Regions from separate parts of the Danio rerio genome. Here region 2 is linked to region 1. A link is a contact called in public Hi-C data. All regions are on one chromosome and are shown on one strand. Each heading gives the region's core, a stretch centred on a gene start, on an enhancer-like site or on the middle of the called end of the contact. The rest is flanking DNA. Distances are from core to core; before and after follow the strand shown.

Evidence for each region. A called contact is a pair of places that touch in the nucleus more often than the background predicts.
Region 2: a contact with region 1 is called in a Hi-C map of gastrula embryo, with 2.2 times the contacts expected there. The contact joins the promoter of rpl36 here to the enhancer-like site in region 1. A contact is called at or near these places in 2 of 18 Hi-C or Micro-C datasets (caudal fin and gastrula embryo).

Annotation. Positions count from the first base shown.
Region 1 is chr22:3,238,737-3,242,244 of GRCz12tu, reverse strand. No RefSeq gene overlaps it. Among named protein-coding and RNA genes, the nearest start is that of lmnb2, 35 kb to the left of the region's middle. Within about 2 kb of position 2,139, at least 37 of the 62 cell types and tissues checked have an H3K27ac peak or open chromatin away from gene starts, as enhancers often do. A contact at or near this core is called in caudal fin and gastrula embryo, where this site is marked.
Region 2 is chr22:3,275,053-3,278,735 of GRCz12tu, reverse strand. rpl36 (ribosomal protein L36) reads right to left here and starts at 1,267. Exons shown (of 4, transcript NM_212952.2): 1 at 1,235-1,267. It overlaps lmnb2 (lamin B2), which reads left to right and starts at 2,821. Exons shown (of 12, transcript NM_131002.2): 1 at 2,821-3,231. The coding sequence starts at 3,028.

The DNA.
Region 1 (3,508 bases), core at 890-3,389:
AAAACGTACGCTCTAATAAAATGCTGGGTTGGTCGTTTGGTCAAATATGGACCCAACCGTTGGGTTAAAAAAAAAAACCTAATTGAAAAGATTAACCACCAACAGTGGCTTAAAACAACCCAGCATTGTTATATTAGTGTAAGTATTTCTAAAGTTTGAAGACTTGAAACTGTGCACTGATAAACTGCTTGCGTTTAATAAAATAATAATCATGTAACGGACGCCAGCTAGTGTGTGCTGCGCAGGTAAATCTCACTCCTCTGACCTCTAAATGTGCTCTAGTGACAGACGCTAGAGGCCATGGTCTTCATCCTCATTGATAGAGCAACCGACTCCCAAGCTGAAGGTCGCCAGTTTGATACCAGCTCGGAGCGGGTTGGGTGGCGTAGGATACAATTGCAGTATTGTTACAAACAATGCAAGGTATTGCTTCAAAAGTCTTATACTGTAGTTTTAATCCATCAGTGTAAATGGCAAGAAAAAAAAAAAGAATAGTTGACTCGACTTAACATTGTAAGGCACCCTGCTGCATGTTTGATCTGACCCAACATTTAACCCAAGTACTGAAATTTAGTCATTGAAATAAAAAGCTTACAATTTTAGTCAATTCGAGTCAATGTTTTTTTATTATTATTTAACGAGCTAGTAATTCATTGCCAAACCCCGTTTTCCATTACAGCTTGAACTGCTTTTGAAGATTTGTTTTTAAATTAATTCTTGAATTTGTGATTAAAGTAAACCTTTAAGACACCGTCTACAGGCTTTTCAGTTTATTTTTGCTTGCCAAAACAAAACATAGTTTTAATTCAAAGCAAGAACTACACTCACCCGCCAATTTATTAAGTACTCTTTACTAGTACTGGGTTGTACCCCCTTTTGCCTTCAGAACTGCCTTAATTCTGACCCGACCATCCGAATGTGGCAGCAGAAATGGAGACTCATCAGAGCAGGCAACGTTTCTCCAATCTTCTATTGTCCAGTTTTGGTGAGTCTGTGTGAATTGTAGCCTCAGTTTCCTGTTCTTAGCTGACAGGAGTGGCACCCGGTGTGGTCTTCTGCTGCTGTAGCCCATCCGCCTCTAGGTTAGACGTGTTGTGTGTTCAGAGATGCTCTTCTGCAGGCCTCAGTTGCAACGAGAGGGTTATCTGGGTTACTGTTGCCTTTCTATTAGCTGGAACCAGTCTGGCCATTCTCCTCTGACCTCTGGCATCAACAAGTCGTTTGTGCCCACAGAACTGCCGCTCACTGGATATTTTCTTTTTCTCTGTAAACCCTAGAGATGGTTGTGCGTGAAAATCCCTATAGATCAGTTTCTGAGATACTCAGACCAGCCTGTCTGGCACCAACAAGCATGCCACATTCAACGTGACTTAAATCCCTTCTTCCTTATTCTGATGCTCGGTTTGAACTGTCTACATGCCTAAATAAATTGAGTTGCTGCCATGTGATTGGCTTAGAAATTTGCGACAAGAGCAGTTGAAAAGGTGTATCTAATAAAGTGGCCGGTGAGTGTAGATTATTTTGCCTTCCTCATTGGCAGATTATTTCACTTGTTTTAAGTACCAAGTCACTTAATTTTAACTTCTTTTTATCCAGAAAATGCTTCCTGATTTTAGAATCTTTAGATATTTGGACTAGAAACAAACACTCAAACTAATTTAAAGCAAGCTGAGATGATAAAGCCCTTAGGGGTTAATTAATCATAACAAATTGACGTTAATTCTGCTTAAATTTATAAATCTAATAGGTTAACTTCATGTTCCTACACATCGATTGTGTGAATCCAGCATTTTTACAGTGTGCATGTAGTCTAAAACGCAACCCTCCTGTTCACCACTAGAGCGCGCTGCATCTCTAAAATCCAGCATTTTCATCTGTGATGCGGCAGTTGTCGGCTGATGCGACTCTCTCAGTCTGTTTTTTTGGGTTGTTTTCTCGCTGGGTGACCCCTCTATGTTTAAGGCTGTTTTCAGCAACGCCTCTGAAAGCTGTAATATTATGTTCCTCACACACACCCAGCGCCAGAAAGCAGATGAACATCTCATCTCGGGTGTTTTTGCTTCTGGATGTGGAAGCGTGGTGTGTTTGTACCAGTCCGCCCCCACACACACACACACACGCTTGCACTCCTCTACCGCTGTCTCTCAGTCATTAGTGTGTCATGTCTCTGCCCAGAGGAAGGGGCTCTCGGTTTTGCTCCTTGTCTTTCATTTTCTCTTTTTTTCCTTTCCTCCACCCACCTCCGATCACACAGACGCCGGCCGTGTCTCCCACACACACGCACACCATTTCGACACCCACACTGCGCTGGTAGCCGGAGTGTGTTGAGGAGTCCTTAATGGACGACTCCAGTAATAAACCATCAGTGAAAAAAGGTAAAGGGGGGAATATGTGGCGTCCATCATTATACGCAGATTTGTTTTGTTGTTAATTTGATAAATTAATATATGCAAATGTTAGCTCAGTGGTTAGCACTGCGGCCTCACAGCAAGAAGGTCAACGGTTCGAGTTCCGACTAGGCCAGTTGCCATTTCTGTGTGGAGTTTGCATGTTTTCACAAACACATGCGCTATAGGGGAATTGATGAACTAAATTGTTCGTAGTATAAAATGTAAGTGTGTATGGGTGTTTCCCAGTTCTGGGTTGCGGCTGTAGCTATGTGAAACATGCTGGATAAGTTGGTGGTTCATTCCTCTGTGGCGAAATGAACATTTTGATGGCTGAGTGTCGCCACCTATTGGTTAAATAATGTGACAGCCGCCTACAACTTTCATTTAAACGCATATGACGGTGATTTTCATCTTCACCATAAACATCGGTGGTTATATCTGAACTATAAACTGTTCTCCCACTACTGCTGTGTATTTGACTGTAACTTGCTAAAACGACTAAAGGCGGAATCTCTTGATTTTTTTATTTATTTTTTTTTGCATTTTTTATATCTGAATGCAGTGATTGGAAAGATTAATAATCATATGCAAATCAGCATCATTCATAATTTATGTTGCCTGGGTGTCCAGATCCTGATCTTTTTATGATTAATCGTTCTTCGTACGTGGATTACTCAGTTAGCTGGATTTGGATATTGACGATTTGACATGATCCAGGATCGTTTCGTTCTTCAAAGCTGATCCGAGAGTTGTTGTCATAGCAACAGTTCTGCTAGGTCAAACCTGATCGGAAGCAGGTTCAATTCATATAAACAGGATTAGATCGGCTCAGTTCATGCAAAGATAATGAAGAAAGTATGTTCCCAATTCTGATATTTTCTTACAGGGGTCCGTTCTTCGTACCTCGCTTAAATGATCTAAGATGATTTGGCAGATCCTGGATCTGTTAATCTTGATAACTGATCTCTCGCTAATTTGGTTCTTCAAATAAGTTCGTGAATCAGATTAGAATGTCTGGATAAACTGATCTGAGATCGCTGCGTGTGTTGTGAAGGACAGATCTATCGATCCTCGAAATCATGATCAACTATGCAGCGATTGGCTGACGGCACAGCAGC
Region 2 (3,683 bases), core at 18-2,517, 37 kb before region 1:
TATATAAGCACAATTTAGTAAAAAAGGCAGATTATACTGTTTAAGTGTAAACATTCTTGAATAAACTGTCTTAAAACGCATGTGTGGCCATGGATAAGTGTTTTATAGGCGGTAAACTGTGATATTAAAACAGTAAGAGAACATAGCTGTGCTAAAGTATTAAGACATTTGTGTGCTGAATAAGAGCTTATGTACTGTATATATTATGTAGAGTTAAAAAATAATAGCATATTCTACTGTTTGAGTGTAATTATTCTTGAATAAACATGCAGAATAAATCTGTCCTAAAAGGCCCGTGTGGTGATGGATAAGTGATTTATAGGAGGTAAACTGCTAATTTAACACAGTGAGAGAACATAGCTGGGCTGAAGTATTAGATATAAATTATAGATAACATTCTTGAATACATGTACAGTACAAACAAAATAAACTACACAAACATATCCTAAACTGCATGTGTGCTTAAATATAAATGTTTTATAAGTGTTACGTGTAAATAAAATAAAAATAGTTTGGTTAGATATATGTTTAAATATAATGTGCTATATATAATTGTGCAATAAGCATGTGTGAAACAGCATTATAATGATAAATAATAATTATATTTTCTATAGAAATGTGTGCTTTATATAAACTCACTGCAATGTACGAATATTTAATAGATGTAATATTCTGACTTTGTAGGTGTAATTATGCCTGAATAACGTTAACTATTCTTACACCAGTTAGGTTATAAAGCACATATACTTCATTCTCGACATTAACGCGTCACATAAGAGCTCAGACATAGTTAATATTTAATAAACAATTTTAAAAAAGGATGTCTTGTTCATACATATGTACAAACACGCTTGAAATACATGTTAATATGGTTATTCGCATGCCGTCGCTGGTTAAGATTACATACACGCGCTCAAAAAGGTTAAATACCAATATAAAACAAGCAAGAAATGTAAATGCAACGTCGTATACACGTCTGAATTGTTAATTCGTCATCGTTTTGTTAAATTTGTAACGGCAGCGTTTGAGAAAGCCATCTGAGCGCTTTTTCGCGTCTACTCGAAGCGACTGCCTTAAAAATAGACGAACATCGTGATAAACCTTCACAATAATGGGCGGAAATCGTTTTTTAAACTTCATATTTTCAAAAACAAGCACTTCTGTCGTGATTTTACACTCGATGTGTAAGATATTAAAGTGATTTTAACGCTTGTGATTCTCCGGAGATTCATACCTGCTCTTTGCTAATGGCGTCCAAACCGGAAGGACCGCTGTCAGGCGGAAGCTGAACTTTCACACGCGACGGAAAAGACAGCAGTTCGCGGGGAATATTAATGGCGCCATCTACTGATTAAAAGATCTTTAACGGTTCATTACGGCTGTTTGAAAGTAAACAATCTGTTCAAAATGTGTTTTTTACATTACAAAAAATTTAAAATAAATAACTTTTTGATGTATCAAACTCATGAATGTGTCAAAATTTTATTTTGTTTTCATTTTAAATTCCTCATGCAAAAATAGGAATGTGGCTATTTTTTAAATAGGAAATTTCTGTTTCTGATTTTTTTGTTATTTTGTTTTGCTTAATAATTGTGGCTAACCAAATTATTAAAATACACACATGTAATAGATGAGTATAGTACCTTGACTGTTCCCCACTGCAGTTTTCTGTAACGTGGATTGAACAAACCAGTGAATATATTTTTGATTAAACACTTTTTAAAGGTTTTTGTTAAACCAATGTAGGTTTTGAACACATTTGATATGTAGGATGAAACCTGCAAAAACAATAATTAAATAAATATTCGAATATACAAATAAATGAGTAAATAAATGCCTAATGTCATAAATAAATAAATAAATGTGCAAATATATAAATAAATGCATAAATTCCTGCAGAAATAAAACAATACATAAATAAATACGCAAATATATAAACAAATGAGTGAATAAATGCATAAACTCCTGCATAAATTAAACAATAAATAAATAAGCAAATATAAACAAATGAGTAAACAAATCTATAAATACATGTGTGTGTGTGTGTGTGTGTGTGCCTGTTAGAAGACCTCACCTCAAGTAGTTTTAAGAAAATGTAAAAATATATATTTTTTGATCGTTTTTTCATTTTAAGTTTATAAAATATTGTGGTATTTTAATTGTTGATATTTACTCCCCTTTTTCCTGTATTATGCTTAAGCGTGAGAAGCACAGCATAATTATAATGTATTATTATTGTTGTTGTTGTTATGTTTCATTAGTATATTTTGCAGCATATTTTGTCAGCGTTATATATCAATTCGTGTCTAAATAAAACAAAGAACAATTAAAACACAACAGAAAGAAATTAACACAATCTGAAGCACTTCAAAATTATACAAATGCAGACTCTCACTGATTCAATTGATTCAATGATTTTATTAAATTAATGTAAAGTCTCCTCCAAAACCTTTTTTATTTCATTTAGACAAACATAAGCGTGAGGTAACACACCAATATAAGACAGAACGTATCGTAATACCATGTTTTACTTAATCAAACGGGAAAAAGGAGAAAGAAATAATAATGGAAAAGAATATATATATATATATATATATATATATATATATATATATATATATATATATATATATATATATATATATATAAAAGTTATAAAAAGTTTATTTGATAAATATGAACCTTCAAATTGATTAAACAAAAAGAAAAGATAATATCGAGCTCCCATGTAGTTTAACAGCATTTTGGACTACAACCCCCAGTGAGCACTTCGGGCGACTTTTGGCGCGGTTTTACGTTAGCGTCGGCCATTTTCTTTTCACACCTCCGTTTCAAAGGCAGCCAACCAGCAGTCGGACTACAAACACACGCTTTCATTGAGAAAACTCCACAAAACCACGCAAACTTCCTAACGCGCCGCCGGAAAGCCGCTGCAAGTGCGACTCGGAGGCCGCTGCTCAGTGGGACGCGAAGGAGCGTGTGTATTTTTCTCTGAGGTGAAGAAGAGGGTCTGAAGCGATCATAATTATGGCGACCGCAACCCCGAGCCGCGCGTCGGCCGCCCAGACGCCGCTGAGCCCCGCGCGGATCTCCCGCCTGCAAGAGAAAGAGGAGCTGCGGGCGCTCAACGACCGCCTGGCCGTGTACATCGACCGCGTGCGCGCGCTGGAGCTCGAGAACGACCGGCTGCAGTTTAAAGTGTCCGAGAAGGAGGAAGTCACGACCAGAGAGGTGCGTTCCGCTCCTTTGTGTGCGTTTTTATTGATCCATAAATCCACGAACGCCGCCCGCCTTTTGCTTTACAAACTCGGTTTTGGGTTAAATCCACCACTTTGAGAAGGGAATCGCGTTTTAAGCTAAACTATGTTGGTCATTGTAACGTTAATTAAGTCTAAAGGTTGAATTATTGAATAAAAAGTGTTCACTTTTGTGAATGTTACTCCTTTAGCCTTTTATAAACTCGTTTATGCATCAAATCCTCGTTGTTACGCGGGGAATCGCGTTTTAAGGTAAACTATGCTAGTCAATGTAGCATTATTTAATGTTTATGAAACATTGAGGAGGGGGGGGGGGGGGGGTTGTTTGCTTTTTCTTGTGGTCACCCGTCTTGCTTTTATAAACTCGTATTTACCTAAAATCTGCGCCTTAAAACGGGGGATTAAAAACAAATTTCTATGTAAACT